3 separate regions of the Sus scrofa genome follow, and all the other regions are linked to region 1. A link is a contact called in public HiChIP or PLAC-seq data. All regions are on one chromosome and are shown on one strand. Each heading gives the region's core, a stretch centred on a gene start, on an enhancer-like site or on the middle of the called end of the contact. The rest is flanking DNA. Distances are from core to core; before and after follow the strand shown. Region 1 has its middle 61 kb from the start of CWC15. Region 2 overlaps AMOTL1 (angiomotin-like protein 1). Region 3 overlaps AMOTL1 (angiomotin-like protein 1).

Region 1 (3,077 bases), core at 272-2,771:
ACAGCAGATGAAAACAGAGCGGGGGGTGGGTGGGGGGCTCTCTTTGCATTTGAGATACAGAATTGGGGAGATAAAGCCCATCACAGTCTGGTGGGGACCACATAGAGCAGGTGGTTCTTCAGGATTCTCAGCATGTGGAGAATGTCCAGAGCCTCACTAATAACTCAGAAACATGCTTAAAGGAACACATGCGTGTTAGCTCAACATACCCTTTCTGTGTTAGATGAAAGATGTGGAGACAAAGAAGAGGCTGCACCTGCCCTCTGTGCCCTGCCCTCCAAGCTCAGAGTCTGGGTGCAAAGACCAGAAGGGACCACAATAGCACAAAAGTAAATGTCAAACTCGTGGGTGGGACAGGTCGCTCTGTTGGTCTAAAGGAGCAGGGAAATAGAAAGGCAGGCGACAGGTGAGTTGCATGTGGATGAGTGAGAAAAGGAGACAGGGCTGGGGTCCGAGGGCAGAAGAGACGGTGGCACAGAGCCAGGGCATGCACAGGACACCTGGGCTCTGGTCTGCAGGGCAGGTGGAAATAAGGCTGGGTGGCCGTGCCCTGAGCTGCTGTGCCAAAGACTCCAGCCTTCGTCCTGTGGCCATCGATGTTGGGAGCTGGCAAAGGAATATTTAATCAGGACTGGAATTGGATGGAAGATATTTTATAGGAAGATAACTAAGGGCTGCACTGAGTCCACAATGTGAGGAAGGGACAATAATGACACTGGGTGTTTCTGTTTTCTGCGGCCAGGTCTCAATTACTCCCACACACAGGGCAGACACCAACCATTTATTTTGGGCAAAACTTTGCAATTTGGGCAGGGCTTGGAGGGGGGGTGGGGGTAGTTCATCTCTGCTTGGCTCAGCTGGGGGCGCTCAAAAGCATGGGGGCTACAGGAGTGGGGAGTCCTGGCACATTTCCCTCTGTGGTGGCTCCCAGGGGCTCTCCAGTGGTGGTAGCTCGGGGTGTCAAAGGCACATGGAGGGAGAGAAGGAGAGCAGGTGAGCCATGTGTTGTTTTGTGCAGAAGACCAGGAAGCGAGTTGCTTCACTTGCCTTGTTGGGGTAGAAGTGGTGGGGGTGTTAATCTGTCTGGCCAGAGGCAAGGGATAAACCAACCAATGAGGTGGGGCTGAGGTGGGGGTGGGAGGGAGGCGTTTGCAGACCCCGTGCAGCTTCACAGACATTGGAAAGTACAGAGAGCTGGCCCCAAACCCAGGGGTGTGGCCAATGCATTGAGTCAGGGCTCACAGCTGTGCCCCAGGAGGGCAGGGGGGCCTGGATTTAGGATAAATGGGTCAAGAATGCATAACAAAGGAGCTGCAGACAAGGAGGCAGGAGCCGCCTGGAATCGTCAGCATCTGATCACCTAAGACCTCCATTCTTAGCCGAGCCCACTTTTGCTCTAAGGAGAAAGCCGAGCGCTCTTTGGTTGTATATGGGAAGGCACACGGTCCTCCCTGGCATGCTGCATGCCCTGCATACTGACTTCTTCAGCTTGAGCCAGCCTGCAGTCCTCCTCTGGCATAGAGCCGGGCTTTGGCAGACCGATGCCCAGCATTTTGGGAGCAGGGCTGAGAGAGAACTTAGCAGAGAGGAGAGACCCGGAGCCTCCCGACTGCGTTCCTGCTCCTGGTTCCCATTGTCCCGGCCCCTGCGCCCTCCCGTCCTGCTGGTGAAACGGCTAGATGCCAAAACACCTCTCCTCTGGCCCAAGCTGGTGAGTCGGGTCCCTCTGGGTACCATTCCCTAGCGTCCCAAGCAAGGCAAGCGCAGGAGGGCTCAGGGCGAGCAGCTTGCCTCCTACACCCACAGTGAGGCTTAGTCAGAGAATCCAGGGCACCGCCTCTTTCCAGACGCTGCCAAGCCAGACCTTGGCGTGTGGATACTGCGGACCCCATGGTCAGACCGTGGATGGTTCCAAATGTCAGAACGCCCCCCCACACCCCTTCTCTAGGATCAACTCCACTGGCTTCCTTGTCAGCTCCACCTGCTTTTTGTTCCTTTCCTTTTGGAAAAACAGGAACGAACATTAAAGACGATAGATATGCCTTAAATTTCCACCCTCCTGACAGCAGCCACGGGCCTCCAGAGAGTCCCGAGCTAGGACTCGCGTTTCAAGTGCAAGTTTTACAAAACTTCTGTTTACACACAGCTTTCAAAGAGCTCGTCAGCTTCACGTTCTGAAAATCCCCATCCCTCCCTTTTCTCACCTCCTTTGAACTTGGCCAACATCTCCCGCAGGAGATCTGAGTGTGAGCCTTCTGCCTTTCTGAAATTTGTTTGCTTGCCTGTTTTTCGCTTTCATCTCTCCCACAAGGATTCTAGGCGGCTAACAGCAAAGTACACACACACACAGAATGGCTAATAAAATAAAAGCAGGAGACCCTTGATGTCTGTGATTTCAAATTCCCAGTTTCAGCTCTTCTTTAATAATGATGCTGCAGATGAGTGATGTAAGAGAATTTTGAAATCCCTTGAAATTCGAGCCACTTGGCCCCAGCCCTTTCTTGGGAAGCAGGACAGTCTGCATACTCCAGAGTCAGTAAAGCATCATAGGCTCACCCCACTCTCTCCCCGAGGCCAGTGGCACCATTTAGGGTACAGCTGGGGTGGCAGGCATCCAGTGCAACTCACTGCCTGCCTGGCTCTGGAAGCCTCATCCAAGGCTGTGCTGATGCCAAAGGGGATGTGGGTGGGGAGGGGTAGGTGTGCTGATACGTTTCTGTGGGTCCTTCTGCTTCTAGTGTGTTTGATAATTAGATGCAACTTTAAGAATTTCTATAAATGGAGAGGGTATGGAGAAAAGGGAACCCTCCTATGCTGTTGGTAGGAATGTAAACTGGTGCAGCCACTGGGGTGAATAGTGTGGAGTTTCCTCCAAAATCTAAAAATGGAGCTGCCATATGCTCCATCAACAGATAAATGGATCAAGAAGATGTGGTATATACTTATACAATGGAATATTACTCAGTCATAAAAAAGAACGAAATAATGCCATTTGCAGCAACATGGATGGACTTAGAGATGATCATATTGAGTGAAGTCAGACAGAGAAAGACAAATACCGTATGATATCACTTATA
Region 2 (3,367 bases), core at 4-2,503, 130 kb before region 1:
CTCTCTAAAGGAAACTAGACCTTTGCAAGCAGCATAACTGGGGGCAGGATGGTGGAAGCCTGACGAGGAATCTGAAAGTGTCACTGAGAGCAGGTGGATTGGGTGTAAAACTCATCGCAGATTTCCCACTGTGGCTCAGCGGGTTCAGAACCTGACTAGTATCCACGAGGGTGCAGATGTCAGGCCTGGCTTTGTTCAGTTGATTAAATATCTGGAGTTGCCACAAGCTGTGGGGTAGGTCGCAGACGCGGCTCGGATCCCGCGTTGCTGTGACTGTGGTATAGACCGGCAGCTGTAGCTTCGATTTGACCCCTAGCCTAGCGACTTCCACATGCTACAGGTGTGGCCCTAAAAAGAACCACCCCCCCCAAACTTATAGCCACTCCCCTAATGTTTGCTCTCAAAGTGATACTACGCATGGCCCAGGAGGTGAGGTTTTGTGTCGGGGGTTCTTGCTGGTAGAGAGAATCAAGGAGGAAGGGAAAATAACCATTATCCGCCTTGGCTGAAAGAGCAAGGAAGGAGGGGTAAAATGCACACACGCACACATGCACACACACAGGAAAATGGAGCGGGCGTTTCCTTGCCAAAGAGAAAGCGATGTATTACTAGAAAAATATAGAGCCGTGTCCACTTGTTCCTGAATGTTAAGCACAGACATGACCGCCTAGCAAGGATGCTATTCCATCCATTGTTCAGGACTTCCAGAGTCTGAAGAGTGTTAAATAACCAGCTCGATCTGTTCAAGAAGGCTATGATTATGGTTTCTAGGTTACATTCTTCCTGGATGATCTTTCTGGAATATGTCCTGTTGGTGTGGGGTTCTCTCTAATCCGTTGTGCCATGGGGGGCACATTAAAACGGCTTGCAAAGACAAGTCCTTGCAAGGACTTCTCTCTCTCTCTGGGTCAGCCCTCCCTTCGCCCCCGTTCTCTCCTCTTCTCCCTCCCTCCCTTCCTCCTGCATCTCAGCCTCAGCCCCACCCCTCAGTCTGTCTCCTCCCCCCTTCCCCTCCTGCTGCCTCCTTCCTGTTCTCATCTTAAGTTGGAATAGGGACAGAAAAGGCAGTGCTTGCCTTGCGAGGGCCCTCCGCCAGAAAAATGGAACAGGTCAAATTATAAAAAAGGATTGAAAAAGAATGCTCTTTGGCAAAATGGGGGAAACAGATGTTCAGGGGTGGTTTTTCTGTCTCAGGCTGTCTGCTGCTTGCTGAAGAAACACACTCCTTACAGGCTGGCTGGATCGGACATTCATCATCACGGCACACACGGGGTTGTTTTAACGTCAGATCTGTGTATATATTTATCTCTACTTCATTCTCCTCTCCCTGTGACCTTTGTACCCCCACATCCAAAGTTGGCAAGATTGCTGACCACCTGGTAGCAGATTTATTTTCAGTCTCTTCGCAGAGAGTTTTTTTAGGACTGCCAGGAAGGGTGGACACTGGAGCTGCTTTCAGGTCACTGCTTGACAGTAAATACTTTAGGGGCACAGGGGGACGGATAAATTAGGGCAGTGGGATTAACATATACACACTACTATATATAAAACAGATAACCAGCAAAGGACCTTCGAGATAGCACAGGGAACTATACTCAATGTTTTATAATAACCTATAAGGGAAAAGATTCTGAAAAAGAAAATATATCTCTCTATATCTACATATCTATCTATATCTGAATCGCTGTGCTCTAGGCCTCAAACTAACATAGTATTGAAAATCAACTATGCTTCCATTAAAAAAAAAAAAAAAAACCCAGGGAGTTCCCTGGTGGCCTAGCAGTTAAGAACTTGGTGGTGTCACTGCGCTGACTCAGGTTCAATCCCTGGCCTGGGAACTTCTGCCTGCTGTGGGCACAACCAAAAAACAACCACCAGTAAATATTCTAGGGGAACTTCCGGTTTTTAAGAAAATAGAGAAGGGGCCCCTGGGTGCAGAACGTGGTCCGAAATGAACCCTATGGAATGTTGGGGGTTAAAGAAAGGCTGAATGTTGACGTCTCCTGCTGGAACTTGTAACCCGCCAGGAGTCCTTTGCTTCTGTCTCCCAAAGGCTTGCTATTTACTGGCCGGAGACCAAAAGGAAAAGTTCATTATGTAGCCCTTGTGGTTGGCCAGCCAGAGACCTCAGACTGTCTCCTTTAAAAAAAAAAAAATTTCCCCTTTTGTCTCTAAAAGCCATTTCCACCGCACACTTAAAAGAGGGATTCCAGGTTCTGAACATTAGCTATAGCCCGAGGAATGTGGCAGGCAGTTGAGGTCACTGTGGGACCCTCGTGAATGGGGTAGCTTCACATGACCACCTGCTGCCTTCATGTCCAGCGGGTCCTCTTGTCATGAGTGTAACTAGAATCAAACAGGTTAGCACATCTAAAGCACTTTGAACGGTGTCTGACAAATGACCAACTTTTTTTTTTTTTTTTTTTTTTTTTTTTTTGTCTTTTTATGGCTGCACCTGTGGCTTAAGGAAATTCCCAGGCTAGGGGTCGAATCGGAGCTATAGCTGCTGGCCTACACCACAGCCACAACAATGCCAGATTTGAGCTGCATCTGCTACCTACATACCTACCACAGCTTGTGGCAACACCAGATCCTTAACCCAGTGATCGAGGCCAGGGATTGAACTCTCATCCTCATGGATACTAGTTGGGTTCATTACTGCTGAACCATGGTGGGAACTCCAAATGACCAGCACTTAATCCATGTTACCCTTATTTTCCTGCTTCCCTTTTTTCCTGCCTTCCTTCATTTCCCTCATCACTTTGAAGTAGGTCTTCCTTCCTTGAGCTGTGTTCTATTTCTTTTTCCCCATTCTGTTCATCTAGTGACACTGAAAGAAGAGAAAGGGCGAAAGAGAGTCAATCACAAATGTAGATTCTAAAGCCACCACCAGCTCAAATAGTGCCTTTGAACAGATTAGGAAAAAAACATCCCCTCCAAGTGGATGAAGAGCAGAGGCCGTGTTCCTGATGTAGTGAGTAGAGAATAAACTAGATTTCGGCCCCACACCTCTGCCTCATTCACTCCCTTAGCCCCGTACTCTTGTGCAGTGAACAGCTTACACAACTGGACATGGTAGCTCTGATTCCCCACTCCCAGCCTTCTAGTGGATTTTTTTTCCCCCTTTTCTGGAAATCCTTTCAGGGTTGTTAAATACTAAAAAGACTATATTTTTCTTTGAGTAATACATTAAAAATAAATTTCCCCCAAATTATTTACATTATTTTCCCCAAGTTCTGATCTCCTAAATAAAAACGATGTCTAAAACTTGCCATACTTATGCCAATAGTTAACCAAAGTTTATTTGTTCCAGTTCAAATTGGCATTATAAAAGGCATTCTAATAAAAAGAGCTAATATTTGTGGAG
Region 3 (2,991 bases), core at 179-2,678, 150 kb before region 1:
CTCCTTGAGCTCACCATGGCACGTATCTACAGTCTTTGAGGGTACAGCTGGCTCATAGGAAGGGGAACCAGACCTGGGTCTGGACCTGCCTGATGGGGAGACTCTGTTCTTGGGTAAGTGATGTGCTTCTGGGGCTGATGAGAAAGCTTAGCTTGGGCAGGCAACAGTTACCATGATATCTGGCCCCAACTCAGACAATCAGTCTGTGACGATGGACAAATGGAGGTGTCAGTGACAGAGTATAGCAGTGTGGCCGTTTGTGGGTGAGGTTCGGTCACAAGGCATCGATGTGGCTGAAATGTGAACGTCCTTATGAGCAGTTGGCTTTAGGGGAGCTCTTAGAGGCCTGGGATGGGGCTCAGGGAAAGGGCACAGGTCCTAAGAGGACTAGGGAGGGAGACAAAACGGGAATGTGGTGAAATGATGAAATGAGGAAACAGTCTCAGAAACAAAGTGGGAGCCTCATTATGTGAAACTCAGGCCAGAAATGAATGAATTACAACAAAAATTTGGAAGCATTTATTAGGTAGATACACTACAGGGACATGATGCTAAGCCTTTTTATTGTATCGATATAGAGGCTCACCATTCATTCTCACAACAACCTTTTTTTCTATTTTATTTTATTGCTTTTTTAGGGCTTCACCCGCGGCATATGGAGGTTCTCAGGCTAGGGGTCTAATTGGAGCTGTAGCTGCCGGCCTACGCCAGAGCCACAGTAACCCCAGACCTGAGCCGCGTCTGCCATCTACACCACGGCTCAAGGCAACGCCGGATCCTTAACCCACTGAGCAAGGCCAGGGATCGAACCCACATCCTCAAGGATCCTAATCATAACCGCTGAGCCATGACGGGAACTCCCTTATTCTCCTTTTACGAGTGAAAAAAACTGAGCCTGAAGAGGCTGAGAAACTTGCTCAAGGTCAGTGGCAGAGGGGGGATTTGAAACGAGGTCTGCCTAACACCAAGCCCCGCCATGCTCTTGCCCCACAATTCACCCTCCAACACCCCCTGCTCTGCCTTCTCCGTTAAAGGATCTAGTGGCCCAGTTCTGGATTATTATTATTATTATTATTGCTGCTTATTTCATTGGCCCAGTGGAGAAGAGCACCAGCTCTGAGCAGGGCCAGAAAACCAACAGTGCTGTCACAATGCGTGGATGGTCTTCCAAGACCTTGAAGCACCTGCTTCCCAGCATCTTTCCTCCGTGCCCGGCCCCATGTCCTTCCTCTCCAGCACCAGCTAGTCCCAGCTCCTCCATCTCAGAGGTCCACTGTGGACTAATGGGGCTTACATTTCTAGTGAGGTACCAGGGAAAGTTCTGGAACTATCTGGGCCTTGAAGTTTTATTCTTGGCTTCACAGAGTCCTCTGAGAACAGCATGATCTGCCAGGGAGGCTCAGTCATCCTGGTGAGTCAGCGGCCTTGAGGTAGGGCCAGATCCATGCAACATCTGCCTTTGTGCTATCCTCAGAGCATCTCGGGCAGCCACGAGGGTGGGTCAGCCTCCAGGGAACCAGCTAGGGAGGACCCAAGATGTCTGGGGGTGATACAGAGTTTCTGCTGGAAAGTCCCTCTGCCACTCTGGCTTCTGACACGCCTTAAATATCCTGGAGGACCTGGGCCAGTGGTTTTGCAAACTGATTTTAAAGGCCTGCAACACATTTTCCAAATGAAATCATATGCAGTGCCTGACACACAAAACATTTCTGACTGGGCAGTGTCAGCTCGTCCAGCTGCTCCTTTCGTTTGCCAGCTGCCACATCAGACGTGTGGGGATTTGATGCAGGGGGCCCCCACAGCCTTTCTCTGTGCATCTATAAAACACTTCTTCTTCCTGTTATAGATGTGCTCGCTCAGCTGTTTGGGAATCCGGCTGCCATTCACTCTTCCCAGGGGACCCAACCTGCTTAAGCTCCTCATTATCGGAGAGGCAGGAAGTGTGGGGAACAGAACCTGGCAGGAGAGGCCAGGTGCACTTAGAGACTCAGGGGTGCTGTTCTCACTCTGGTTATAAAAACAGGAAGGACTGGATTTCCCTCCTGGTGCGTCTTAAGGTCCGGGAGAGTTTGAGCATGTCAAGAAAGAAGGAAGGAATTTTTCTGAGAGTGATCTGGGTGCCAAGCAGTGCTATGCACATTATTTCATTTTATCCAAATCCTCATTGATATCTCTTCAAGTAGTTATTATCATGCCCATTTTGCAGATGAGGAAACTGAGGCTTGGGAAGGCACATGACCTAAGCCAAGTTCACGTAGCAAATGCCCGCAGAGGTCACATTCCTCTGCCAGTCTTGATTCCCAGAGCTCTGCTCTGTTCATTTCCCTTCTCTGTCCGTTTTAAAGGACATCTCCAGCTTTCTGTGAAGCTTGATCCTTTGTGTCTATTTCTCTTGCACGTCATGTGGTAAAAAGACGATTAACACGATGGAATCTGTTGTCCATGGTCTCCTCATGGCATTTGTTTTAGTAAGTTTCCTAAAGGTCTTTTCATTTTACAGAGGAGACCTCAGGCCAGGCAGGTTTGGAGACTTAGCAAAGAATAGTGGCAAAACCAGAGCTAGCACTCAGGTCTCTGCTTCTCCTTCCAGCACCTACACTATGCTGCTGGCCAAGGCCATGGCTTCTTGGAAAAGCCATTTTAATGTGAAAGAGAGGCTCTGCTGTAGCCCAACTGGACTGTTTTTTCAGGCCTCTGTCCAGGAAGCTGGGATCAAAAGTGGGAGATCAGAATGGTCTCTGCATCTCAGCAGAAACTCATATGCATCCTAGGGATTTCTCTTTTAATGGTTTAGTCATAGATTTCAGGGGCAGCAAATGTTTTTGCCCTTAATCTTCACACAGGGTATTTTGTCTGATTTCACTCAATAGATCCCACTGAGTGTGAGCTGGAAGTGTATGATTTTCCTCTGCAGGGACTTTGTGTATTTTTGGAATGCATCTTTATTCTGATTCATGGCCACATACACCTTCTAGTGTCTTCTTGGCTCAG

What was found. HiChIP or PLAC-seq counts read pairs in DNA pulled down with a chosen protein or histone mark.
Region 2: an H3K27ac HiChIP or PLAC-seq map of skeletal muscle shows a contact between it and region 1. The contact joins two enhancer-like sites. A contact is called at or near these places in 6 of 47 Hi-C or Micro-C datasets (embryonic fibroblasts, fetal heart ventricle, heart right ventricle and 2 more) and 1 of 2 datasets of contacts at active chromatin or transcription factors (skeletal muscle).
Region 3: a contact with region 1 is called in an H3K27ac HiChIP or PLAC-seq map of skeletal muscle. The contact joins two enhancer-like sites. A contact is called at or near these places in 4 of 47 Hi-C or Micro-C datasets (embryonic fibroblasts, fetal heart ventricle, skeletal muscle and 1 more) and 1 of 2 datasets of contacts at active chromatin or transcription factors (skeletal muscle).

What each region holds. Positions count from the first base shown.
Region 1 is chr9:26,984,645-26,987,721 of Sscrofa11.1, forward strand. No RefSeq gene overlaps it. Among named protein-coding and RNA genes, the nearest start is that of CWC15, 61 kb to the right of the region's middle. Within about 2 kb of position 1,522, at least 16 of the 83 cell types and tissues checked have an H3K27ac peak or open chromatin away from gene starts, as enhancers often do. A contact at or near this core is called in skeletal muscle, where this site is marked.
Region 2 is chr9:26,853,113-26,856,479 of Sscrofa11.1, forward strand. All of the region lies in intron 3 of AMOTL1 (angiomotin-like protein 1), which reads left to right. Among named protein-coding and RNA genes, the nearest start is that of AMOTL1, 43 kb to the left of the region's middle. Within about 2 kb of position 1,254, at least 12 of the 83 cell types and tissues checked have an H3K27ac peak or open chromatin away from gene starts, as enhancers often do. A contact at or near this core is called in skeletal muscle, where this site is marked.
Region 3 is chr9:26,834,538-26,837,528 of Sscrofa11.1, forward strand. The region is part of intron 2 of AMOTL1 (angiomotin-like protein 1); the gene reads left to right. Among named protein-coding and RNA genes, the nearest start is that of AMOTL1, 24 kb to the left of the region's middle. Within about 2 kb of position 1,429, at least 8 of the 83 cell types and tissues checked have an H3K27ac peak or open chromatin away from gene starts, as enhancers often do. A contact at or near this core is called in skeletal muscle, where this site is marked.